Regions from separate parts of the Mus musculus genome. Here all the other regions are linked to region 7. The links are chromatin contacts, called in public Hi-C and promoter capture Hi-C maps. All regions are on one chromosome and are shown on one strand. Each heading gives the region's core, a stretch centred on a gene start, on an enhancer-like site or on the middle of the called end of the contact. The rest is flanking DNA. Distances are from core to core; before and after follow the strand shown.

Region 1 (3,834 bases), core at 1,273-3,772, 1.6 Mb after region 7:
ACATTCTAGTAAAGTCATGATTCAGATTTTATATTGCCATATGTTATATGTTGCCACCTTTTAAATCTCAAAATACACATTTTCTTTTGTAGTTTAGTGTTTGGTTTTGAGTGTTTTGTTTCCTTTTTAAAATATTTATTTATTTTATGTATATTAGTACACTGTTGCTCTCTTCAGACACACCAAAAAAAGGCATCGGATCCCATTACAAATGGTTGTGAGCCACCATGTGGTTGCTGGGAATTGAACTCAGGACCTCTGGAAGAGAAGTCAGTGCTCTTAACTGCTGTGCCATCTCTCCAGCCCTCTTTGTTGTTGTTGTTGTTGGTTTTTTGTTTTGTTTTTTGTTTTTGTTTTTGTTTTTGTTTTTTTGAGATAGGGTTTCGCTGTATAGCCCTGGCTATCCTGTAACTCTTGCTATCCTTGGAATCTTGTAAATCAGGCCTGCCTCAAACTCAGAAACCCTCCTGCCTTTGCCTCCCAAGTGCTGGGATTAAAGGGATGTGGTAACCAACCAGTTCAAAATACACCATTCCAATGAGATATTTTCTTTAGTTTATTCTGCCTGGAAAGCGGTATTTCCAAGAATACTTATAACTCAGAAATGACGCTCACCTTGTAGAAGCTTTTCTGAGGGACTGGAGAGATGACTCCGTGGGTAAGAGTGTTTCCTGCTCAATCCTGAGGACTGAGTTTGAATCCCAGCACCCATATTTGGTGATTTACAAAAGCCTTTTAACTTCAGCTCCAAGGCATTCTAATGCCATCTTCCGGCCGCTTCAGACACCTGAACACACAAATAAAATATTTTTACAAAACTCTGACCACTATGAATTATCTACCCTGTCAATATTTATAACATAACTCCCCCCACTTCTTTTTAAAAAACAGGGTATCACTGTGAAGTTCTGGCTGGCCTGGACCTCACAGAATTCTGCTTGCCTCTGCCTCTAGCTACTAGGACTAAAGGCATGATCCACCATACCTAGCACATTACCTTAGTTTTGACATTCTACTTACAAATAACTGAATTTTTTTTCTTCTTGCATGTGTCTCTTACTAGGATACAATTTCACTAAGATCAGTGCCTAGAAGATAAGATCTGCAAATACAATCTTTATAGGCTACAATGACTGTGCAAGAAAGAAACTGTAGAGATTTAAAACTCTGTTATGGGATAAAGCCAAGTATTTTCAGTTCAAAGTCAGCTATTCTGAGTTCCACACTAGCTTATGAAACATATAAGACTTAAGGCATGCTTCAGATTTTTAAAAATATTTTATTCTTGGACAGTTTCCTGGTATATAATAAATTTTAGTCCTTGTCTCACCCTTCCTTCTCCCCCACCCCCCACCCCCGAAAGTATTCTCCCTAAGAAATCCCTCTCTTATTGTTCTGTCTTTTTGGTACTTTACGTAGTGAAGTGTGACTTGAATTCAGTGTCCTGCCACAGCTTCCCAAGACAGGCACCATATACAAAACAGTGGACTCCAGCTACAAGTGCTTATTTTTTCCTTAAATTTGAGATGCTCTCACTAACTGGGGAGGCTGACAGTGACCTACTCTAAACCCCAAGTATGCTTGAACTGAATATTTCTACCTCAGCTACCAAATCTATAGGGTTACAGGTTTGCACCCAGTTTAGGCAATTGAACCCTTGTGTGTCATGCCTAAGGGCTCTACCACCTGGTGGTGGTGTCAGATCCTCTTAAACTGCAGTAGCCACTTGGATGACTGGAGTCAGGAAAAGCCATCACCTCTTTTCATTCATTCATTCATTCATTCATTCACTCACTCACTCACTCACTCACTCACTCACTCACTCGTTCGTTTTGGTTTTGAGACAGTTTTGCTGTGTAGTGTAGTCTTCCTGCCTCAGCCTCCAGCGTTAGAATAGTACGCAGGCGATGCTGCACCCTGACCGGTGACGTGCACCAGTAAAGTGCTCGTGGAGGCCAGAGAACAACCTTATACTTAAGGTTGACGTTCACCTGGGTTTTTGAAATCGAGTCACTAAGGATATGCCTGCCTCTGCTTTCCTGAGTGCTGAGATCAAACAGGTGTGGCCATCGTGACGGCGTAGGTTCTTGTGATTTAACTCGAATCCTTGTGTTCTTAAGCCAAGCGTTTTCTGCGACATTATTTTTAATGAAACAGTTGGGAATTTGATAAATGTATTTTTAACATAGGCTGAGTCTACCTCGAGGAGCCTGACCTCGAAATCAGCGAGACTTGCCCGGCCTTACTGTGACATTTCTTAATGTTCCTGCTTCTTCATTTTTAAAACAGGAGTATAAACTGTAATAAACTCACACTCTGGTAGAAGACTTTGAACAGACCTCAAAGTTCCTCCCAAGGTGATAAATGCCCACCCTTTCCCTGGGCGAGCAGCCCCGCCCAGAGCAGCTCTAATCCGCCCACTTCCCAGGCGGCGGAGAACAAAAAGACGGCGACCTAGGGTACATGCGCAGTCCCGCCCCCTCGCCCTGCAACCAATCGGATTCTGAAGGCCCGCCCCTTCCGCTTGAGAAATGCGACTTCTCAGAGCGTCTTCCGGCGGGAGCTGTACGGCTCCTTACCATGGTGAGTTGGCCGTGGGGTGTGCGGGATTCTTGCGGGATGTTTCCCTCCTGCTTCCTCGCTCGAGCGCCCTGCTGTACCGCAGCTGCTCGGAACCGCGTGGTCGGGCCTGCGCTGGGGTTCCCAGCGCTCGGGTTCTTGAAGGGTTCCTGCTCTGTGCCTCTACAGCTGGGAAATGCCAGATTTGCCTAATGTTAAAATTAAAGCTTCCTCTGAGAACAAGTGAACGCCATCAGCGACTTGAGGCTTGCGTGGGGCTTTCTAGGGCGTGTTCACTCGTTTGCTTTTCAGTGTTTGAATAGCTCGGCACTGAGCAGCGGCTACAGAAAGGGTTAGTGGAGCAGCTCGGGAAAGGTTCTAGTATACGCTATGGTTGTTGGAATGTCAGGTTTTTCCTAAAAATTATTGAGTTAATTATTAAGCTGAGTGTTTTGGCACATGCCTTTGGCCTACAACTCAGGAAACTGAGGCAGGAGGATTGCACTTCGAAGTTCACCCTGAGTTAAATAGAGACTCTGACCCGAAAAAAAAAAACAAAAAAACCCCATAATCTAAAACCAAACAACAAAACGCGTAAGTCAAACATAATTATCTCAGTATTCTGTAAAGGTGAACGGGTGGTTGCGTTTTCAGATGTCAGAGTGCTGACCGCCCTTTGAAACGATCACAAAAACTCATTGAGCCCTTACTGGTAACTTACATACGACAATGACATATTTGTGTTCTTACTGTTGCCACCATAAAGTTTCCTTCTTTGGAGGCCAGCCTGGTCTACAAAGTGAGTTCCAGGACAGCCAGGGCTATACAGAGAAACCCTGTCTCGAAAAAAACGAAAAACCAAAACATTAAAATATTATATATTAAAATGTCTAATGAAGATCTGTAAAAGAATTCACCGTATTCTTTTAAATTGTGTGGTTATGTGCACGTGGGTGCAGCTGTGGGAGAAAGCCAGAGACATTAGATCCCTGGAGCTGGAGTTACAGGGAGCTGTGAGCAGATGTGGATGCTAGGAGTCAAGCTTAGGTCCTCTGGAAGAACAGCCTGTGTTCTCAAGTACTGAGCCATCTCTCTGGTTCCCAGATTTTTTTTTTTTTTTAAATTTTGTGTATGGATGTTTGTCTGCCTGTTTCTTGGTGCACAAAGTACGTGTCTGGTGCCCGGGGAAGTAAAATGAGGGTGTTGAATCTCCTGGGAGTGGAGTTACAGACAACTGTGAGTGCCGTGTGGGCACAGGGAACTGAACTTGTGTCC
Region 2 (3,797 bases), core at 371-2,870, 1.6 Mb after region 7:
TGTGACCAGTTTGACCATCTGGATTTGGAGTCATGCCCTGAAAATCTTCCTACCCACCCAAAATACCGGAATTGTGTGGAAGCGATCCTTTTCTTATGTTCATGCCTTGGCAAATAAGATTCTCTTTCTTATTTGAAACAAGGTCATACAGCATAGCCACGTCTGGCCTGGGACTCACTGTCTAGCTCAGTCTAGTCTCAGACTCATGGTAACGCTCTGGTCTTAGCCTTCTCAGTGTGAAGATGACTGCCATGAGCTCCCACATCCAGCTTAAGTGATAATGTTCTTTCAGATCGTGATGTGAGTTCCTCAGAAAACTGAAATCCTTCTTGACCTACGTCTCGTGTGTCACTCCCACAACTAGGGGGAAAGAACTCATATAATTGGCTACAGAAAGGCAGCATGTGTAAATTTTTTTCACATTGGTTGATTGGTGTGTGTGTGTGGGTGGGTGGGTGGGTGGGTGGGTAGGGGTGCTCGAGAGTGCCACGGCATTTGTGTAGAGATTAGAGAAAAACTAGCAAAAGTCAGTTCTCTCCTGGAATAATCTGTGTCCCAGGGATCAAACTCTGGTCAACAGGCTCGGCGACAAGTGCCCCTTCCCCCTGAGCATCTCCCCTGCCTCTGGATTATGCTTCCTTTGCTGAACTGTTAGCACTCACATCTGCTCCAAGCCTGGGACTATAGCGATGATTAACCAGGAAGACGGATGGAACAGAGGCCACCAGTCCCTGTGATTCATCTATCATTCCAGTATAAAAATGTCCTGATCTAGAATCTTCTTAGATCTCCTTTGGACACCCGCAGCTCACTGAATACTCTTAGTGCTATGTAAATAGTGTATGAAAATTGTCTATAGGCACAAGTGGGAGTAATGGGAGACTGGAAGAATAAAAGAGGTTAAGGGAAGTTAGGAGAGCCTGATTCCACCCCGGCAACGGGGTTATTAAGATGCTCTGAGATAAAGAATGGACACACCTTATCTGTTATCACACAACTCAAGTCTGTAAAGCACTTCCTAGACACACTGGGGCTGGAAACACCTCAGCACACAACGCAGGTCTGTAACACACTTTCTATAAGCATTCTTCCTATCCCCAAGAGGGACTTGCTTAACTTTTCTGTCCAAGTTCAAGTATCTTGTCAGAGGCTCAGGACACTGGACGGACCAAGCAGTCTCTCTCTCCCTCAGCTCTGGGTTTCCTTCCTGTGAGGCCAAAAAGCATTTTCTAAGTCTTTTTGTCTCCATAGTAAATACAAAGGCGTTCTCTAGGGCTCCAAATCCTTAACACCAACTCAGAAAAACGCAGCTAAACTCCAACAGACCAACCAGGCTAACCACCCGCCCCCAACACTGCCTACCCTCAAACCAAGTTTCCCTGCAGGCAAATCAGCCCAATGGGCAAACCATCCACTGCAGGACAACCTCACAGACACAGGCTTCAGTGGACCTAAATTCTAATTTCAGGATCTGACTCTAAAACTGATTTAAAAACCTATTCCCTCTCCCCGAGGTACCTGGCCAAGCAATCCAGTTGCCTTCGAAGGAAAAGTCGTCTTAAAAGTAATTTTCTTTCTTTCTTAATCCAAACTTCTTTGTCCATGAGAGACAACTGTAGAAAAAAGGAAGTGCCTGGTGGGTTCTTCTCTTGCTTAAGAACCATAATAATCGGGGTATTTACATAATTACGTAGCAAGAAAAAGGAGTGACTGAGTAGCCAGGAAGTAGGGACTTTGAACTTAGGCACTCTTTGCTTCCTGGTTATTCATGTGGTAAAGAGTTAACAACTGGGGCTGGAAGATGGCTCAGCCTTTAAGAGCACTGACTGCTCTTCCAGAGGTCCTGAGTTCAATTCCCAGTAACCACATGGTGTCTCACATCCATCTGTAATGGTATCTGATGCCCTCTTCTGGTGTGTCTGAAGACAGCAACAGTGTACTCATATACATTAAAAAAAAAATGAATAAATAAATCTTTAAAAGGTATGTTGCATTTAAAAAAAAAAAAAAAGAGTTAACAACTGTTTATTTCTCCAAGCAAAGGGAATGAGAAAGCTTTGAATGACAAGGCCCAGGAAGACAGGGTACTCAAAGTTCAAAAGCAGCAACTGTTCCATGAAGGTTGTGTGTGTGCGTGTGCGTGTGTGCGTGTGTGTGTGTGTGTGTGTGTGTGTGTGTGTGTTATTCTGTTTTGTTTTGTTTTGGGACAGACTCTTTTTACGTACCCTTGGCTACCCTGGTACTCCCAGTATAGATCAGGCTACCTTGAACCCCACAGAGACCCACCTGACTCTGCCTCCTGAGTGCTTAGATTAAAGGCACATCACTACTTAGTTTCAGGAAGCTTTTATATTAACAGGACAACAACAACAAAAAAGTCATCAATCAACATAATTTCAAATACATTGGTGGAAACATTGGGTAGGCAGGTTGTAGCAAAGAAAAGAAAGCCTTGGTAAAGACTCCAGATCTGAGGCCATCTTGAGCCATCTGGGTTGTTATGAGCTGGTACCCAGCTTTGTTAATAAATCCCACAGGTTTTTGCCCGATAGGTCAGACACAGAAGTGGATAATAAAGAAGTTCAAAGGGGCTGGAGAGATGGCTCAGTGGTTAAGAGCACTGACTGCTCTGCTAGAGGTCCTGAGTTCAATTCCCAGTAACCATATGGTGGCTCACAACCATCTGTAATGAGATCCGATGCTCTCTTCTAGTGTGTCTCTGAAGGCAGCTGCAGTGTACTCATGTAAATAAAAATCTTTAAAAAAAAAGTTCTAATCAGTTGATCAGCTTCTGTCTGGACTCTTAATTCTGGTATTTTAGACACTCAGTATGGTTTTTGCATGTCTTGTCTTATCTTGGACTTCTGATCCTCCTGCCTCTGCCTTCTAAGAAGATTGTGGGCATGAGCCACTATGCCTCACTCGGTTTTTTCATAATGAATGGGGATTAAGAGGTGGACAGAGAAAAGATGGAAAGTGAAATGTTCTGGTTTGGTTGGTTCAAGCATACTGTCACTGAGGACAGAGGCAAACAAACTTATCTCTGTACCTTGGTTTCCAGCAAAGCTGTACTCTCAGTCACTGGGGTCGGGGCAAGTTAGCCCAGGCTAGTCAGGTGTCCACACGATTGATAATGCATGAGACTCTTCTGAACTCACAAAGCCAGGGACTTGAGCGGACATACACATACTCAGCATCCCCGAATATACTAGAAAGCTAAGACATACTCAGCTTGAAACAGAGAGGCCTCGCTGCTCTCTGTCAACAGTGCTCTCTGTCAACTCTTTCCTCTGTCTTTGCACAAATTGCTGGAGACTGTTTTAATTTTTGTTGTAGGTTTTTTTTTGTTGTTGTTTAATGTTACACAACTACTTGTTTTAAAAAGAACATTCTAAGCCAGGCATTCTAGAAAAATGAGGCAAGCAGATCTCTGTGAGTTCAAAGCCAGCCTGGTGTACATAGTGATTTCCAAGACAGGAGAACTACATAATGGAGAGATCTTGTCTCAGAAACAAACAGACAAACAAAACAACCCCCCCCCCATATTCTGACATATTAACCTATTCTGACATATTAATTTAGCTGGCCATGTATGTCCAATGTGAGTACCCATACATCAGCTCAGGGGTTCTCAACCTGTGGGTCACGACCATTTATGGGGTGGGGGGAAGGGGGGCTGTCACACATCAGATAGCCTACATATAAGAGATTACATCACAATTAATTTTTTAATTTTTTATTTTTAAAGATTTATTTATTTATTATGTTTAGTACACTGAAGCTGTCTTCAGAGCGTC
Region 3 (3,611 bases), core at 400-2,899, 1.7 Mb after region 7:
CAGGCGGATTTCTGAGTTTGAAGCCAGCCTGGTCTACAAAGTAAGTTCCAGGATAGCCAGGGCTACACAGAGAAACCCTGTTTCGAAAGACCAAAAAAAGGATACTCATTTCTTGAGTAGTGGTATAGGGCAGTCCTAGCCTGAACAACTTCGGTCCTTTAAATAAAGACGTATTTTGAGAGGGAAGCTTGTGTAAGCAGCATGGGGTTCCAAACCAACTGCTGAATTCAACCTCTAGCTTCTGGTAGCAACAGCCTCCAAGTGCTGGGATGAAAGGCGTGGGCCACCATCACCAGGCACCAAACAATTTTTTATTGCCTCAAGTTTTTTTTTTTTGGAAAGGATCTTGTTAAATAGCGCAGGCTTGCCCAGAATTCTTAGCATTACTGTTTCAGACTGGGATTCTAGGTATGCGAGACCACACCCAGGCACCGCTACACTGTAACTACAAGTGACTGACTGACAAGTAACTGTTTCAACATAAAGTTTAAGAAAGATGTTCTTTCAAATCTAACGAAGGAGGATACTCCACTGTTACAGCAAATCTCTCCAACCCAATTATGCTCTGGCAATGAAAACACGACACAATTAGTATGAATACATGCTGTGCGCCTAGATTGGGCAGATCTACAACCACTACACTACCATCTTCCACATCTATGAGACCACTTAGAACTTGCGTTTTCTCCAGGCCATGTTCTTCTGTTCTGCTTTTCTTCTTCCTCCTCCTCTGCCTTCTCTGTCTCAAACCTCCTTCCTTTCTTTCCACTCCACTTTCCCTTTCTCTGCCCAATCATCAGCTTTCCTTTATTTTACAAATTAAGGTGGGAAGGTTTACAAGAAATCACCTAAGTGCTGACTCATTCCTTGTTCACAACTCCTCACAGGAGAACAGAATTGACATCAAATATAATTAGCCCCAGGGCAATCCACAACACCCCACCAAAAATCATGTAAATCCTTTGCAATGAGCTACACTAGGCTGACCTGTAATGTGTCCAGCACCTCATTAATGAGCATGTCTGTTTATTAAAAGATTTGGAACTATCGCTTCTCAGTCTTCTAAGATCAAGTGTAAAAAAAATCTGAAACTAGGGCAGGCGTCGTAAAAAAAAAATCAGGTTCAGTTCCAATGAAGAGGCTTGTCAGAGTGTGCAATGATAGAGGCCTACTTCCGGATCTCGCCTCCACCCCGCAACGCCCTCCTCCTCTGCCCCGTGCTGGGAACCGCTGGGAATCAGCCGCCCTGGCCACGAAGGGGCCTCTGGGCGTACCAGACAAGTCGCGCGGGCTCGGGTTTGCCTAGCGGAAATGCACAGGGCCCAGCACCACCCTCCCTGCCACGCGCAGGGCGGAACTCCCGCCGATACCACTCCCGGGGCTCGAAGGAAGAAACTGGGACGTTGAGGACGCAGGGCTGGCTGGAGCAGCAGCGCGTGGCACGCGCCTAGTCCTACCACGCATGCTCCGCGCTTGAAAAAAAAAAGTTTCAGCCCCGCCCCCTTCTTCTTCTGAGGCCCGCCTACCGGGCCCTGGGAGCTCTTCTGCGCATGCTTACTAGGCCAGGTCCCGCCCCTGCCCCGCCTTTTCTGTGCCTTCGGAAGTTCCTTATTAGCTTCCCTCTGCTCTGGCTAGATCGGCACTCCCGCGCATGCTCCACCCCCTGGGCTCCGGCCCCTCCTTTGGTGCGGCCCTCTCTCCCCTCCCCCGCCAGCCTGCGAGCTCGCTTGGCCTGGCCGGCCTGGCGGGCGACGTTCCCTGTGCGTGCAGGCGCTTGACTTCACTTCCGGCTAACGCGCTCCGCTTTGCCCCCTGGCCCCGGATGGTGACTGGCTGTGGTGCTGCACCTCCCGGGACTGTCACTGAGCGGCTTCCCAGTGTGATTGTGCTGAGCGCAGGCCGGAAGATGGCGGCTGCGGCTGCGGAGGCCTCGGGCCCGAGCTGCTCCTCCGCGGCGGCGGCGGCAGGGGCGGGGGCGGCCGGGGTCTCCGAGTGGCTGGTGCTGCGGGATGGCTGCATGCGCTGCGACGCCGACGGGCTGCACAGCCTCTCCTACCACCCGGCGCTTAACGCCATCCTGGCCGTCACCAGCCGCGGGACCATCAAAGTCATCGACGGCACGTCCGGGGCCACCCTTCAGGCCTCGGCGCTCAGCGGTGAGCGCGGCACGCCGGGCGGGGGCTGGGCTGGGCCGGCCGCGGGCGGAGACGGGTTGTGGGGATGCTGGTGGAGGAAGCCTCCCAGCCTCCGGGATCGGGATCGGCCTCGGAGGGACAGCGTGGAGCGGGAGGGTCGGAGAGGCCCGGAAGCTACGGCCGAGGACCTTCGGACTCGGAAAGCAGCAGCTTTTGGGGACGGGAACTCGGTTTGGCGGGGTGCGCTGCGAGTTGCTTTTCGGGCCTTTTGCATCTGAACCGGCCTGGTCCTGTGGGAGAGATGTGGAGGCCTTGGAGGTCGGTGCTGGTGAGGACCGGGCCCTCGCTGGCCTCTTGGACGAGATTTTGGGCTAGCTCCGGGCTGGACCAGAGGGAAGGGCTGGCAGTCTTGGCGGTGGCGGGAGAGATGGGTGGCCGGAGGCAAGGGGCGGGAAGCGTCCAAGCCGGCTGTCTTGCCCTCTTTTCCCGGCGAGTAGCGGCCCGCCGGTTGTCGTCTGGTCCTGTAGGTGCGGGGACCTCCGAGGGTTGCGCTTTCGCACAGGGGGCGGGCTGGAGTGGGCACTGGGATGGGGAGGTCAGTAGGAGAGGGAAGGCCAGCTGCCTGAACTGTGCTTGCTGGACTATGGGACTCGCAGAGTGCAAAAAAAAAAAAAAAAAAAAAAAAGAAAAAAAAAAGGTTAGTATCGGTCCTCTAGCTCTGAGTGCTCCCTCCTTCCAGTGTCAAGAAGCCTAGGCCCCTTGTAATTAGGTGGAACTTCAAGCCCTTTCAACTTGTTTTAGCATAGAGAGCTAGAGATTGGTAGTTGTAAGTATGTCTGGGTCTCCTCCACCTTGGAAGGAGAGCACTTGGGTGGTGGAGACGTTGGTTCACATATTGGACTTTCAGGATGTACCAGGTCAAAGCTCGTTCAGTGGACATACTGGAGTGTTTTGGGATAGCCCTAGCTAAGTTATTTGCTGAGATGACATTTCATTTGTGGATGAATGGTGTCTTAATTTTGGCGTTAAAGGTTAAAATTTAGAATTTGATGTATTAGTGGGTTTTAAACTCATGCACAGAGATAAATTGTATCGAAGTGCACTTAGCCAAATGGAAGTAATTATGTGTTCTACCAATTCACCTTGTGTTATTTTACACAGACATACACGAATAAGTTTACTGTGTGAGTAATGTCATAAGATTAAATGGCAGTATAGGAATACAAAGATGAAATTAGAGATGTTAATTTTTGTTGACTTATGAAAGAACTGGTTATGTATAGTTACAGCATGTAAACCTGTAATATATTTAAGAGATGCCTAAGAGAAAGTTTTTGGTGGTGGTAGGCTTGTAAATTTCCCTTTTCTTGGCTTAGGTAAATGACAATACCGATGGTCCAGATGCAGCAGCAATGCTTGCTTACTGCAACTGGACATAACAGGTTGTCAGCTGTGTCTGAGAGGGAGATGTTCATG
Region 4 (3,781 bases), core at 1,029-3,528, 1.5 Mb after region 7:
CACTTGAGAGGCAGAGGCAGAGGCAGGAGGATCTCGGAGCTGAAGGCCAGCCAGAGCTGCATAGACTCTGCCACAATAAATTAAAAATAAATAAATAAATAAAGCAAAGCAAAGAATGTTTTATTAAAAGACTTATAGGACACACACATAAGAAGGGTTAACACAGCGTTCAGGATAGTACCTGACTCGACAGTAAAAGGCAATTTGCTGTCTCCTCAAATTGTTCAATAGGTTTGTACATCTTTTTTAAAGATTTCTTTATTATTATTTGTATGTAAGTACACTGTAGCTGACTTCAGACACACCAGAAGAGGGCATCAGGTCCCATTACGGTTGGTTGTGAACCACCATGTGGTTGCTGGGATTTGAACTCAGGACCTTTGGAAGAGCACTCAGTGCTCTTACCCGCTGAGCCATCTCACCAGCCCCCTGTACATCTCATTTTTATTTAGTTGACATATGTATAAAACATATTTCTTATACTTTATTTTATTTACCTATGTATTCATATATATTTATGTACATCCTTTTTATTTCACACACACACACACACACACACACACACACACACACGACATGATTGATTTCACACAACCACTACTATATGGTTCAAAAGAGAATCAGAGCTTACTGGATAAAAGGAATTGAAAGGAATACAAATTTGAAAGACAGAAAACATTTCAGAATGTGAAAAATATAATCAGGATCGAAGCAGAAAAGAAGGCAGGCAGCAGTGGGAAACAATGGACGTAAATTTTGCAGCAATCTATGATATTTATATTGGTAGGGAATATAGTTTCAGCAGAATGCAGGGATTCTCCTATGCGCTCACAGGGGATCTGTATGCCTCACACTGGAAACAATAGAGACTTTGTGTTAGTAGTCACTCATTTAGGCAACAAGAAATAATTGTGGCAAACTGAAATGAGAGGGGGTGGTTTTGTTTGTTTGTTTTTAAAGACAGGGATGAGGGGAGGGGGATGGGCGAGGGAGGGAGAAAGAGGAAAGACTGAATAGTTTATTGGATAGGCAATATAGTCTAGGAATCCAAAAACTCTGGGAATACAGATGGCATCGACTGGCTCTTAGAGCTTTTGATTTCAACTAACTTCTATTTCCAGATGCCAGTTCGCAGGAGTCTGACTGGCCCACGGTTTGTTTTCCTCTATGTGATCCAGGATCTGTAGAACAACTGCTGATCATTAGAATATGGGAAATATTGAGTAGATAGATAGTCTACCAAAGGAAGAAATGGTGAAGACATATACACACATCCACGTGCACACACAGATAGTATGGATTCTACCAAGTATGGTAACTAGGCAAAACCCAAGAATGACTGCATTCACATAACTAATCCTGAGATAACACAAACGTGTAATAGGTTAGTTGAAAGTAGGGTTCGTGGTCCTCGTGGTAATAAAGTTTTCCCTTTAGGATGTCTTGAACTTTGTCTCTGCAACTTGTTTCCCTCTCAGCTAACATACCCAAATTGCTACACACTGCCTCTGATACGAAACTCAGATCAGCCATCCTTTGCAAAAGACCTATTGGCTCAACCAGCAGAAAACAAAGATATATAAAGCAATAGGAGTGATGATGCACACCTGTAATCCTAGTTTTGGGGAGACGGAGGCAGAAAGATCAGGAGTTGAAGGCCTCCTTCCTCAGCTACAAGAGGAGTTGGAGGTCAGCATCTCACACAAAGGCAAACAACCGCACTGCGAGACAGCAGACCTGAGCACTAGTAAAGCCACTCAAACGCTGTTAACCCCCATTTAAAAATTTATTATCAAAGCTCCCTATTCCGATTCTTCAAAAGTCGAAGAACCTGCGGAGCGACGAACCCCTGGGACCATCGCAAGCCGAACCGCGCCTACAGAACTGAGGTTCCCAGAGAAAGGGGCATAGCAGGGGCGTGGGGGGTAGGAGGATGCCGCACATGCGCACAAGCTCCCAGGTCAACAAAGACGGCGGCGTACGCGCGCGCACCAGAGCCATTCACCGAGGACGTGCGCGTGCCCGGCCGCCGCAGCGAGGTGCCAGCGGCCCAGGGGACAGAAGGAAAGGAGGGGCAGGAGCCACCGGCCGCGGCGGGAGGAGGAGGAGGAGGAGGAGGAGACGGGGTTGTGCTCCTGGGCAGCTGAGGAGCGAGGGGCGGGGCCGGCGAGCGGCGCGTGCAGGTGCCAGGCTCCCGGGCTCCGGCTGGCGCGCGAGCGGCTCCGTGGGCCCCCGCCGCCGCAGTGGCAGTGGCCGCCGCCGCCGCCGCTTGGTCGCCGTCGGTCTGCGGGAAGCGGGTTATGGCGGCGGCGGCAGTGGGAGCTGTGAATGAGTTCTCCGGCCGGACGACGGAAGAAGAAAGGCTCGGGCGGCGCGAGCCCGGCGCCCGCCAGGCCTCCGCCCCCCGCCGCGGTCCCCGCCCCTGCCGCCGGCCCGGCCCCTGCGGCCGGCTCGCCGCCTAAGCGGAACCCGTCTTCTTTCTCGTCCCCGCTGGTCGTCGGCTTCGCCCTGCTGCGCCTGCTGGCCTGCCACCTGGGGCTCCTCTTCGCGTGGCTCTGCCAGCGCTTCTCCCGCGCCCTCATGGCCGCCAAGAGGAGCTCCGGGACCGCGCCGGCGCCCGCCTCGCCCTCGCCCCCAGAGCCCGGACCGGGTGGCGAGGCCGAGAGCGTCCGCGTCTTCCACAAGCAGGCCTTCGAGTACATCTCCATTGCCCTGCGCATCGACGAGGAAGAGAAAGGTACTACTGGGGGGCTGGAGGGAGGCCGGCGGGCTGGCCGGGGCGGGCGGCCCTGGGAGGACGCCACTTGCGTCCCTTTCCTGCACCCCCGGAGTTGATCTGCCTCGGGAGTCCGAGTCCCCACAGGCCAGATCCTGCTGTGCGACGCCTAGTTAGTTGATCCTCACCCCTTTCAGGGCGCCCTGACTCGACTTTGTTTCAGCACCCCCACACTTGTGCATGACCCAAGTCCCCGTGAGACACCCAGGCGTGCTGGTGACAGTGACAGTTGGCCTAGAGTGACCGACCACACGGGATTCTTTCTAACACTGTAAACAGTGTTGCTTTCTCTGAGCTGGGCTTCCAAAAGGTTTTGGTATCGAAACAGCTGTGTATAAACTTCATTGAGAAGGGTTCTGTAGTGTTTGGAGAGGAAAAAAAAAAGGGGGGGGTTGACTTGGATTTGAAAGGAGTAGTAGCTCCTTATACTTAGAGCCGGATTTGCCATATTCTGAAGTTTCATGAATTATTTTTACCAATATAGTGAGTCTTGAAGATTTCTTTTTTATTGAGCTGTATTTCAACCGCTAGTTGCTTTAGTTTTTACTATTTTGTTATTTTTATTTTATTCCAAGGCACTCTCGAGTTTCTAAATTTTAATGTTAAAAATATTAAATGAATGAGTTGGGTAAACAGGCATATATCATTCTACCATAGAAGATAAAACAAACGCTCCTGCCTCGCAGTGAAGGCAGGAATACTGCATACTTCAGGTTTCCTTCAAGCAACATCTTTTCTTCGCCTTTCTGTGTGGCAGGCATTGTCAATTCATTTTGCATGTGTCTTTGATCCTCACAATAATTCTGAGGTCAGAGTACTATCAGTACAGGTCTTTTACAGATGAAATTACTACTTACAAGATGGAAACAGGTGACCCCAAATCTATGCTAATCGTTAATTGAAAACTTGTGTGGGAAATGCTAAGTGGGGTTTAGAAAGCCTTATGTCTCTTATTGTCACCCACAGTAGCAGACACAGGAGAAGAGTAGTTTGTGCTTGTGAGAG
Region 5 (3,558 bases), core at 460-2,959, 1.7 Mb after region 7:
GACCAAAGCACCCAAGATTCAGCGTCTTGTTACTCCACGCGTCCTGCAACACAAACGCCGACGTATTGCTCTGAAGAAGCAACGCACTAAGAAGAACAAGGAGGAGGCTGCAGAATATGCTAAACTTTTGGCCAAGAGAATGAAGGAAGCCAAAGAAAAGCGCCAGGAACAGATTGCCAAGAGACGTAGGCTGTCCTCTCTGAGAGCTTCTACTTCTAAGTCTGAGTCCAGTCAAAAATGAGTCTTTAAGAGGAACAAATAAATAATGACCTTGAATCTTAAAAAAAAAAAAAAAAAAAAAAAAACCCCTCACTGGAGAGATGTATTGGAGGGTAGTTATACAAAAGGCTGCCTCTGATGCACAGTGGCAAGCTGTGAAGGCTTGGCCTATATAAATGGTATGGCACATGTACACAGGAAGACTACTCCACCTGTGGTAACAGTGGAAATAAATTGAATTTGGCCGCTGGTGATGACATGGCTGCTGTCGCTGTTAACAAAGCTGGGCTAGGGGAGTACCAGGCTAAGGAATGTGGGTGGCACTCGGTTTACCAACATACACACATATACAGAAGTTTAGAAAAATGAAAAGCAAAATTTAAGATTATAAACATAGACGAGTAACTAGGAAGTTGGTTTAGAGGTTAAGAGCTCTTGCTCTCTTGTAGAGACTTGAGTTTGGGTTCCCAGAACCCGCATTGGGTGTCTGCAGGAACCGCAGTTCTGAAGGATCTGAAGCCCTCTTGTGCCTTCTGCAGGCATCTGCACACACACATACCCTCAAGCACACACGCATAGCCTTTAAAAATAAAAACCGGGCTGGAGAGATGGCTCAGTGGTTAAGAGCACCGAATACTCTTTCAGAGGTCCTGAGTTCAATTCCCAGCAATCACATGGTGGCTCACAACCATCTGTCACGGGATCCAATGCCCTCTTCCTGTGTGTCTGAAGAGAGCAATGGTGGTGTACTCTTGTATAAAATAAATAAATTAATCTTAAAGAAATAATAAAAACGTAGGTGAATTTGCAAACTTTGGGTAGTTTATTAGGGAACAGATGAAATCAGCAGCAGGCAAAAAGCAAGGGCTTCTTTGCCCTAATTTATCCTTTCTGGACTGCTGCCTTCTTCATAAATTAATTTGGCCAGAGTACTTAAACCGTAGGTGGAAATTTACAGCTTTACAATGACCATTCTCCGGCCTCTTAATTTTGTTGATAAGGAGACTAAGCTTTGTCACGACACATAATTTCGTAAACATCCTATATAATTAATATATAGAATTATTGTGGCAGAATCTTGTGGTCGGAAATGAGGGGTTGAAGTCCTAAAACTTAAGTAGTTTGTGTGTGTGTTGTGTGTGTGTGTGTGTGTTGTTTTTTTTTTTTTCCTTTGAAAAAAAAAGGGCCTCACTTTTTTGCCAATGCTGCCTCGGCCTCTCTAGGAGTTCCGGGAATTACAAGCGTGAGCCATCAAACGACTAAGCTCTCAAATTGTGTTAAACAACAACGAAGAAGATATGTTTATAAAAACTCAAACAGGGAAAAAGGTAGACAGAATTATTTAAGTAAACAGCTGATGAGGGCGGAACAGAGATTTCAGAGGCCACTTCCGGTGTTGGAGTGGTTTCCGGAATCAACACAGAAACAGCCAATCAGAATCTTCTCGCGGGAGCCAATAGTCGAGCAGATTACAAACAGCCAATCCCGGCGGCGCTGTCACTGTTATGGTCCTGTCAGGGCCCCGGCGTCGTGGTGCTTGGGTGCTCGCCACCGGCTGGCCTCGGGTGCGACCTGGTCGGCAGCCAGAGGCTGCGCTTAGCTCGCGCGTCCCCTCCCTCGGCCGAGCCCGCGCCTCCTGGCTCGCAGGCCGCCCCTTAGCAGGTCGTCCCGGAGCCCCGGGCCCAGCCGCTCGTCAGCACCGAGGCCGGCGGGATGCAGCCTCCGGGCCCGCCCCCGGCCTATGCGCCTGCCAACGGGGACTTCACCTTTGTGTCTTCGGCGGACGCGGAAGGTGAGGCCGAGGCTGACCTCCGGGGCTCCGGGGCGGGGGGTTGGCAGAGCTGGGGGACTCCGCCCCTGTGCTCCCTGGGCCTTCCCGGAGGCCTCTGGGGACGAGGCAGGGTGCGGGGCGCCGGCGCTGCGGGCTGGGGTCCCCGGGTGTCCTGGTTCACCAGGGAACCCGCCGATCTGGTGGAAGGAGTTCTTTCTGAACTCCGCTCCGCAGTTACTCAAAAGAGTGAGGGATCTAAGGGAGAACAAAGTGGGGCTGTGTGGCTCTGCTATTAATAGGAAAACCTTCCCGACTGAGGTGACTTTTGGCAGGTTATGGAAAACTTACTTGAAAGGAGACGTGCTTTTATTTATTTATTTTTAATTGAACTTGATTTCTTGCCCAGATCCCTGGGTCCACACAGTTTGTAGTGTTTGGTCCCAGTGTTCAAAAAACTGTATTCAGGAGCATTTGAAACTTGAGGAATTCAACTTAGTGTTCCCAACAGTGTCTATAGACTTGGCTTGTACTGTTTGGAGCAAGCGACTGTGCTTGCTTAAAACAAAACAAACAACAACAAAAACAGGGAGAAAAAAAAAAAACAAAAAACGTTTCTACTGTGGGAAATTTCCCCCACCCCTCATTAGTTCAACTCCTTGTAACCTGGTTTTGGATTTTGCTTTTATTTAATCTTATTTACTTACCAGGGACCAGATTTTTGACTGCCCAATATGAAAAAACAAGTTGATTTCGATATAGACATGGAAATACCTGGTGATGAACCCCTTCGACCCCAGCACTTGAAAAGCAGAGGCAGAGAGATACCTGAATTAAAGGCCAGCTTAGACTACACAGTTATCAAGTTCTCTGCCTGCCGGGGTTACATACTGAAACCCTGTCTCAACAAAGTAGAAAAGAAATTTCAGTTTAAAGATGAACGTGAGTTTTCTCAGAAATCTGATTTCTTTCTTTCTTTTTTTTTTTTTTTGTCTTTTCGAGACAGGGTTTCTCTGTGTAGCCCTGGCTGTCCTGGAACTCACTTTGTAGACCAGGCTGGCCTCGAACTCAGAGATCCACCTGCCTCTGCCTCCCGAGTGCTGGGATCAAAGGCGTGCGCCACCATGCCCGGCTAGAAATCTGATTTCTATAAATATGATTTGTTTCTTTCTTAGTTTTTTTTTTTAACTCTTTCTTTGGTTTTTGTATTTTTTTTTTCATTTTTTAAAAATGAGACAGGGTCTCACCATGTAACTCTGTTTGGCTTAGAACTTTATGTAGACAAGGTAACCTCTGTCTCCCTACTTCAGGGATTAAAGGCATATACTACCTCATACAGCTCAGCCCCGATTTTAAATTTTAGTCTGAGACAGTCACACTAAGTTACTCAGGCTGGCCTTGAACTCAGCATGTGACCTAATATTGCCCTGAACATGCTCTCTTTCCTCAGCCTCCGGAATAACTAGATGTCCATAGTTTATGTCAGACAAATAGATAATGTCGTATCTGGTTTATGTTTGCAGGCCAGCAGAATTAACATTACCTGGCACATATCTAGATATAATCTCCCT
Region 6 (3,606 bases), core at 531-3,030, 1.9 Mb after region 7:
CCCCTTGCAACTTGTGGTAGCAGGGAAAACTGGCCCTGGAGGCATGAGATCATGAGAGCTCTCCCTACCCCCCCCCCCACATTGGCTGAAGCACTCTGGAGAGTGGGCCCTGCATCTCACCTGGACAACACAGTGGAGCTGGCCCTGGTGGTGCCAGCCCCAAGGGTGTGAGAGCAGGAGAGCTGGCAATGAGATTATTTATAGTTAAAAGTTGTGAAGAAGAGCCAAGCAGTGTCACACACCTTTAATCCCAGCACTCAGGAGGAGGCAGAGGTAGGCATATATCTCTGAATTCAAAGCTAGCCTGGTCTACAGAGTGAGTTCCATTTCAGCCAGGGCTCTACAGAGAAACCGTATCTTGAAAAACCAAACCAACCAACCAAAGAAGTTATGAAGCTGGATTTGTTGATGAACCACCCTCCAATTTCAGTGCTTCAGCACTCCAGCACTCCCAACAGGCAGAGCTCTAAGTGTAAGTCCAGCCTGGTCTACATAGCACGTCCCAGGTCAGCAGAAGTTACTTGGTGAGACCCTACCAAAAAATCAGTGACTATATGGATTCCTTATTTCAGGTAACAATGTTGTGTCATATAATATTGTAACTCACCCACTCTATTCCAGGGTCTTGATCAAAAGACCTCCTTCTCACTAGAAATGCCCAGGAGCACAGGGGAGTGTTGTATAATGTCAGGTGAAGGACAGTCCTTAGTACTGTCTTAATTTTACCTTGGGCTGCACAGGCTGTTTTTCTACAGTGAAGCAGAGTGAGAAAGAAAACATTTATTCTCTTAAAAAAAAAAAAAAAAGAGGCAAACAGCCAACTCTCTGCTCAGCAGCTGCCACACTTGTGGGAGGATATATTTCCTTGCAGGTTTTTTTCCACGTCAGCAAAGTGTTCTGGGTTCTATCGACTGAATTGCAGAAACTTCCAGGCTCTTGCCAGGTTTATGTGATGACAGTATCAAAACCAGACCTTTCTCCCCTTTTAAAGAAATTATTCTTTTTTTTTTCTAGTTTGTTTTTGTTTTTGTTTTCTGAGACAAGGTCTCTCTCTGTCGCCTTGGGTGTCCTGGAACTAGCTCTGTATACCAGGCTGTCCTTGAACTCAAGGATCCACCTGCCTTTGCTCCAGAGTGCTGGGATTAAAGACATGTACCACCGCCGCCTTTATTTTATGAGTATTTTTTGCTTGCAGCTATGTTTGTGTACCATTTATGGGTCTTGTGCCTGGGAGGCTAGAGGACGGTAACCGATGTTCTGGAGTTACAGGCCATTATGAACCACCTTGTGGGTGCTGGGAATAGAACTTTGTCCTCTGTTGAGCCATTTCTCCAGGTGGCTAGCTTGGAACTAAGGGCGAAGCTCAGGCTGGCCTTTAAGTTGCAACTATCCTGCATCATCCTCCTCCGTGCTAAGATTACACTTCGAGTTTGGTTTTCTTGCACTTTGAATCATCCAAATTATAGCCTATGCCGAGGAAGTTCGTTCTAGCCTGGGGCTCAAGGGCTCCATTAGAAGTAACTTCTACAGCCTGCGCTCCGTCTGTTGGGGAGAAAAGGCTCGAGTTATTAACCTCCAAGGACTTAACTTTGCCTCAGGTAGTCGCATGTTCCAAAGCAGGATTGCGTTCAACTGTCTCCACTAGCAACAACTCCCGGTTACTGCGACCGGCTGACCGACCCACCCAACTCTTTTCCACTACTCAGTCTGCGCATGCTCACAACCGAGTCTCCGATTGGTCGTCTAGAAGGAAGCTGCTCCAGCGTGGGTTTGTTTTCCCATGATGCTCTGCGTTGCTGTCATGGCTGCCTCCATGCATGTATAATCTCACATGGGAGTCTAAGTTTGTGAGCGCTATCCGTCGTAACAAGACGCCGGCGACTTTGGACCCTCCTCCTCTCGTTTTTCTCCTCCTTAGTGGGACACTGTATCGGGTGCAGCGATGCCGGGAATGATGTGGACGCCGGAGCTGGCGCTTCTGAGGGGCTTCTCCACGGAGGCGGAGCGGCTGGTTTGGAAGCAGGAGGGCATCTGTGGTTCAGGTGAGAGCGCTGCGCACTTTAGGTTAGTGCCAGAGCTGTGAGGACAAAGGATGCCAGCCCTGGGTACATAGGAGGTGTCAAGAGTGAGGGAGTTTCGCTTGATGGTCTGCGATCTGCTCATGTGACAGAAGTTTCCGAAAGAGACGAGATGAGTTTTTTTTAATGTAGAACTGACAAGTGAAAGAGAGTTCAGCAGGAAAAAGTCAGTGTTGTAAAAATGTTGAGACCAACATGTGCCTGGGGGAAATGTGAGGGAATCATGAGAGAACAGATGTGTTTGGATTGGCTTCCTGGGGCCGGTGTGTGTGTGTGTGTGTGTGTGTGTGTGTGTGAGAATATTGACGATAGGAAGGACAACTTTCCGGTGTCAATTGGAATCTTTGTGAATTTCCTGAAGAAGGGTAGTATGCCTATCATCATCATCGTCATCATCAATCATTGTCATTGTTTGCTGTCATTGTAGGTTTTGTACTTCTAGGAGACATGATATTTGTTGGTAGAATAAAAGTATACAGCCAGTATGCTGTTTATATCTTTTGCATCTTAAAGTATCTATGTAATGGATTATCATTTATACTTAAGAAATTCTGTTGCCTTACTGGACTCATTTTTAATATTACAGATATTGGAGTTTTCTTAGAATTGCTGTTAGAAGGGAGCTATGAGGCTTTGTTCTTCCATTCAACGACACAAACTATTTTAAATTCAACAATGATGGCTGAAGAAAAGATTGACAGCTACCTGGAGAAGCAGATAGTGAATTTCCTGGATTGCTCTACAGATTTGGAAGAAATTGAAAGGTAGTATTTTATTTGAAATTTCCACAGAGAAACGTACTAGGTGGGGGCTGGAGAGGTGACTTCGTGGTTAAGAGCACTTACTGCTATTTCAGAGGACTCAAGTTCAATTCCCAGCATCCACTTGGTGGCTCACAACTGTACAACTCCAGTTCTAGGATATCCAACACTCTCTTCTAACCCATGGACACTAGGTACATGTGTAGTATATATGTATGCACCTGGGCAAAACACTCATGTAATCAAATAAATAAATGAATAAATGAATAGGCTAATATCAACTTTTATAGCACCTTGACACTGTGAGGCCCTGGTATTTAGTAGTTGTTGAAATAACTGGTCTCAAGCAATCTCTGTAAGGTCTCTGGCCCAGAAGATCTAGAATGGAAAAGGAGAGTGGTGCAGGATTAAATGAGTTTTGTATTAGAAGGACACATCCTTGGTGGTCACTGCTAATCATCCCAGTGTGAAGGTCTGATAAGTGTTAGCCATCAGCTTTTTCCTTTTATGTTGCTTGTTGGTTTTTGTTTGTTTGCTTTTTTTGTTTTGAGATAGGGTCTCGCTATGTAGCTTTGGCCTAGAACTCACTCTGTAGATCAGGCTAGCCTCGAAGTCTCAAGAGATCTATGTCCTCTGTCTCCCACAGGCTGGGATGAAAGGCATGCACTTTAAAGGGGGGGGGGTGGAGTTCATTTTCTTAAGTGGGTAGATGTACCTTGAGTCTTGCTGTTTCTAGGTTCCCGAGAGATACTTGCATTTGTGTTTAT
Region 7 (3,482 bases), core at 801-3,300:
CAAGATCACTAACATCCATGTTGAATGGCTTGAAACTGCCTGCAACTCTAGCTCCAGATGATAGGACAACCTTCCCAGCCTCCTCCAGCACTCAGAGCAACATGTACATATGAAGACACACACACACACACACACACTAAAATTAAAAATGACTGATTGTGGCTAAATTAAAAAAGAAGAAGAAGAAAACTAGAAGAAGTACACTGTGTCCCCACCCTTCCCCATTTTGAAATTGTCAGCAGAGAACTGAAGTCTTCGGAAAGCATGCTAGGGTTGGTGGCACAAATCTGTAAGCCAGCTATTCGGGAGCAGCAGCAGGACAGTGGAAAACTGGAGACAAACATGGGCATTAAAGGTGGAATGTGTCTCAATCTAGTATTCAGAAAGAGGGAGGGCGATGGAACTGAGTGGTGGAGTACTGCCTAAAATGTATGAGACTGGCCTTGTTTCCAAATTCTGGGGGGAAATGAGGCACTGTACTTTCTTTCCTGGAATACATGTGTACCTTGATTTAAGACAGTGTCAGTCACTGTAGCAATTCCTGATGCTCTTGCCTCGGCTTTCCAGAGTGTCATGACAATAGCTATAGACCAGTGTACACAGCTCTAAGTTTAACAGTCTTGTATTAAATAAAAATAAAGGGATTATAAGAATCTCCCAATATACCCCAAAATGCTTTTTTTCCTCCAGCAAAATTCTCTTTAATCTAAACATAGTCTTTTATCTTTGATGGTCAGAGTAGCTTTTTGTTTTGTTTTGTTTTCTCGAGACACTATGTAGCTTTGGTTGTCCTGAAACTCACTCTAGACTAAAGGCATGTTCTACAAAACCAGGCCACAGTAACTCTTTATTTTATAAATGAATGAAAAGTACTGAAGGATTTAGGGTTAAGTATCAGGGTTTTGTCAGAACACATATTCTATGCTACAAATTTCAAGTGCTAGTATATATATATGTGTATAATTTATATATTTTATGTTTATTTAATACATGAAATATTTTGAGGTATTTCTGTCATCTTTATGGACAGCCAACAGAGATTTAATTACCTGGGAAAGCCAACGGAATGGCAAAAATTTTCCAACTTATCTTAAACATGGTGAGGGAGGGCTAAGGGGACAGCTGTCTTTTTCAACAAGACAGTTGATCTCCACATAAAAGACTTAAGTTTTTGAGAATTACTTCAACGGTCAAGAGAAAACTTGGGCCGGGCGTGGTGGCACACGCCTTTAAGCCCAGCACTTGGGAGGCAGAGGCAGGCGAATTTCTGAGTTCGAGGCCAGCCTGGTCTACAGAGTGAGTTCCAGGCTGTCCAGAAACCCTGTTTCGAAAAACAAAGAGATAGAGACAGAAACAGAGAGAGGGAAGAGAAGAGAAAACTTGGAAAGTTTGTAAATAGAACCAAGCACGCTGAAAAAAACCTTGTTTACAATGAATTCCTATATACCGAGACACAAAGAGTTCGGGATTTGTTTAAGGCAATTCGTGTAAGCCAAGAGAAAGTGGCCTGATGGGATGGTAAAACGGGCATTTCAACCTAGGTAGCCCTTTAACCTCAATACCAGCGTTGACTAGAAAACAGCCTCTTGTTTTCGCTTCTTCTAGGCTTCCTTGGCTATCAGGAAGCTATGGCCTCAGCCGCCAGCAGGTGACGCCGATGACGGGCAATGAGTCCCAGCTGCCGCAATTACCAAGGCTGAGGCGTCTCCTTTAAGAAGCTGACTCACGTGGATGCTGTGTTGTGTGCGCTCAGCTGGGAGTGGGGGGCGGGTCCTCACTCTCACTACATTGGCCGCCTCGGCCGAGGAGGCAGACTTAGCCTCCTTGATTGGCCGTAAGGATGCAAGGTGTCGAATTAGAGGCGGGGCGAGCGGCGAGGAGTCCGCCCATCCGCTGCGGCTTCGGGGTGGGGTGGGCGGCGGAGTGTAAGCGGGCAAGGGTGGGGGGAGGGCGAGCCCGAGAAGGGGCGGGGCCCGGCGGAAGGGGCAGAGTGCCAGGGAGAGGGGCGGAGCCTAGAAATGAAGGGCGCTGCGGGCCAACCGGGAGAGCCGCCTGAAGGGAGGGCGGGGCCACGCCCGGTGATTGACGCCGAGGCCCGACCGAGGAGAGGCGGGGCCAAGGCCTGACTAAACCTGAAGACTTGGGAGGCCGAGGTGGGCTTCGACCCAGCTGAGGAGCGAAGAGCTGCTGGCAGCGCCGATTCCCAGCACGCCGGTGAGTACGGCGGTGGGCGCCGGGATCGGAGTCGGCTGGGGCTCGAAGCCCTTGGGCCGGCGGCTTCGAAGCCTTCGGGGAGCGGCCCGGGGCGGGGGCCCAGGCAGGAAGTGCCTCTTCCCCTTCTCCACTCGTCCAGGGTCCTGGCCGGGCCACCAGGGCAATTCTCAGGACTGTGGGGCCGTGGGGCCGCGGGGCCGGGCCGGGCGGTCCTTCTTTGTGAGGCTGTGGCGCGGCGGCCGCCGCCGACCCGCCCCCGCCGCGCAGCGGAGCGCTCCGCGAGCCCACAACAGCCGCGACCCCCTTAGCGACCCGCGGCCCCCGCCCGCCCGCCGCCCTCGGCGCCTGTCGCCTGGGCCGCCGGTCCGCAGACAGCTCTCTCCGTGACACCCCCACTTCCTAGGCCGCCCCGCCCCCACAGCCGCCGTCCCCGCCGCAGCGTCGGGGGCGCGCCCGGGCTCCGATTCGGGGCCGGCCCGCGGGCCCGCGCTCCAGGGCCGCGCTCGCACCCCGCCCGCCCCGCCGCTCCGGAGGCTCGACTCGTGCTCGGGTGTCTGGGCTGTGGGCCGTGCCCGCCTCGTCGGTGCTAGCCCCTATCACGCTGCCCTCTGGACCCTGGGCGTGGGGAACACTGCCCGGTAGCCTGCGGGTGCCGAGCGCCCGGTCGCCCGCGCCTGCCCAGCTGTTCCGCCTGTGTTTGTTGTGCCGAGGAGGCCCCGCCGCCGCCGCCGCGCGCTCCGCCTTGCGCCGGGCGATTGGCTGGAGGGAGTCACGTGGGCGCGATCAGCTGGGCCGGCTGCGGGCGGTCGGCTTGGCGCAGACCCCGGTGCTGCTCGGGGAGCGGACCGGGAGGCTCTTTCCTGCTGGCTGCGGTGGGCACGCTCCTGCACACCCCGTTACTCCACGCTGCTGTGCAGGTTGGTAGGAAGCCTGAGTGTTGCCAGCGGGAGTGGGAAGCCGCAGTAGTACCCAGGTCTGTTTCATCCGGACGCCAGACTGATCTCCTTTTGGAGTGACAGGAAGGAAAGGTGTGCGACTCATTTATTTTTTATTTTTAAACTTTTTGTTTCTGTTTCCAGAGCCCTCTTGGAAATCTTGAGGATTTTTATTTCTGGTGGCTTTTGACAGATGGAAAATCTGAAAGTAATTTCAGGCTTGCCTTGCTTTTGGAAAATAACTGAACTTGGCTGGTTCAGGTCAACCGACCTTATCAGATCGGTTTTTTTTTTTTTTTTTTTTTTTTTTTTTTTTTGCATAGCCCCATAGGC

What was found. Promoter capture Hi-C pulls out the DNA fragments that hold promoters and counts their contacts. A called contact is a pair of places that touch in the nucleus more often than the background predicts.
Region 1: a contact with region 7 is called in a promoter capture Hi-C map of pre-B cells, with 5 times the contacts expected there. The contact joins the promoter of Slc30a6 here to the promoter of Ypel5 in region 7. A contact is called at or near these places in 4 of 39 promoter capture datasets (cranial neural crest, embryonic stem cells, liver and 1 more), 3 of 484 Hi-C or Micro-C datasets (CD4 T cells, muscle stem cells and uterus), 3 of 115 datasets of contacts at active chromatin or transcription factors (astrocytes, pro-B cells and thymic regulatory T cells) and 1 of 9 other capture datasets (adipose tissue).
Region 2: a Hi-C map of B cells shows a contact between it and region 7, with 7 read pairs. The contact joins the promoter of Nlrc4 here to the promoter of Ypel5 in region 7. A contact is called at or near these places in 1 of 39 promoter capture datasets (pre-B cells), 1 of 484 Hi-C or Micro-C datasets (B cells) and 1 of 115 datasets of contacts at active chromatin or transcription factors (pancreatic cancer cells).
Region 3: a promoter capture Hi-C map of pre-B cells shows a contact between it and region 7, with 3 times the contacts expected there. The contact joins the promoter of Birc6 here to the promoter of Ypel5 in region 7. A contact is called at or near these places in 2 of 39 promoter capture datasets (liver and pre-B cells), 4 of 484 Hi-C or Micro-C datasets (CD4 T cells, CD8 T cells, Th1 cells and 1 more), 1 of 115 datasets of contacts at active chromatin or transcription factors (embryonic forebrain) and 2 of 9 other capture datasets (adipose tissue and liver).
Region 4: a contact with region 7 is called in a promoter capture Hi-C map of pre-B cells, with 5 times the contacts expected there. The contact joins the promoter of Spast here to the promoter of Ypel5 in region 7. A contact is called at or near these places in 4 of 39 promoter capture datasets (embryonic stem cells, liver, maxillary cranial neural crest and 1 more), 3 of 484 Hi-C or Micro-C datasets (B cells, embryonic stem cells and regulatory T cells), 5 of 115 datasets of contacts at active chromatin or transcription factors (astrocytes, cardiomyocytes, forebrain and 2 more) and 3 of 9 other capture datasets (adipose tissue, liver and macrophages).
Region 5: a contact with region 7 is called in a promoter capture Hi-C map of pre-B cells, with 7 times the contacts expected there. The contact joins the promoter of Yipf4 here to the promoter of Ypel5 in region 7. A contact is called at or near these places in 4 of 39 promoter capture datasets (cranial neural crest, hippocampal neurons, liver and 1 more), 1 of 484 Hi-C or Micro-C datasets (CD4 T cells), 1 of 115 datasets of contacts at active chromatin or transcription factors (thymic regulatory T cells) and 1 of 9 other capture datasets (liver).
Region 6: a promoter capture Hi-C map of pre-B cells shows a contact between it and region 7, with 3 times the contacts expected there. The contact joins the promoter of Ttc27 here to the promoter of Ypel5 in region 7. A contact is called at or near these places in 1 of 39 promoter capture datasets (pre-B cells) and 2 of 484 Hi-C or Micro-C datasets (B cells and CD4 T cells).

Annotation. Positions count from the first base shown.
Region 1 is chr17:74,393,086-74,396,919 of GRCm38.p6, forward strand. Slc30a6 (solute carrier family 30 (zinc transporter), member 6) reads left to right here and starts at 2,523. Exons shown (of 14, transcript NM_144798.6): 1 at 2,523-2,583. The coding sequence starts at 2,581.
Region 2 is chr17:74,457,488-74,461,284 of GRCm38.p6, forward strand. It overlaps Nlrc4 (NLR family, CARD domain containing 4), which reads right to left and starts at 1,621. Exons shown (of 9, transcript NM_001033367.3): 1 at 1,519-1,621.
Region 3 is chr17:74,526,646-74,530,256 of GRCm38.p6, forward strand. Birc6 (baculoviral IAP repeat-containing 6) reads left to right here and starts at 1,650. Exons shown (of 73, transcript NM_007566.3): 1 at 1,650-2,156. The coding sequence starts at 1,823. Gm31645 (a long non-coding RNA gene) reads right to left here and starts at 1,555. Exons shown (of 3, transcript XR_385765.4): 1 at 988-1,555.
Region 4 is chr17:74,336,709-74,340,489 of GRCm38.p6, forward strand. Spast (spastin) reads left to right here and starts at 2,279. Exons shown (of 17, transcript NM_001162870.1): 1 at 2,279-2,737. The coding sequence starts at 2,329.
Region 5 is chr17:74,487,784-74,491,341 of GRCm38.p6, forward strand. It overlaps Yipf4 (Yip1 domain family, member 4), which reads left to right and starts at 1,710. Exons shown (of 6, transcript NM_026417.4): 1 at 1,710-2,011. The coding sequence starts at 1,933. It also overlaps the pseudogene Gm6476.
Region 6 is chr17:74,715,970-74,719,575 of GRCm38.p6, forward strand. Ttc27 (tetratricopeptide repeat domain 27) reads left to right here and starts at 1,781. Exons shown (of 20, transcript NM_152817.4): 1 at 1,781-2,042; 2 at 2,665-2,842. The coding sequence starts at 1,943.
Region 7 is chr17:72,834,578-72,838,059 of GRCm38.p6, forward strand. It overlaps Ypel5 (yippee like 5), which reads left to right and starts at 2,051. Exons shown (of 3, transcript NM_027166.6): 1 at 2,051-2,214.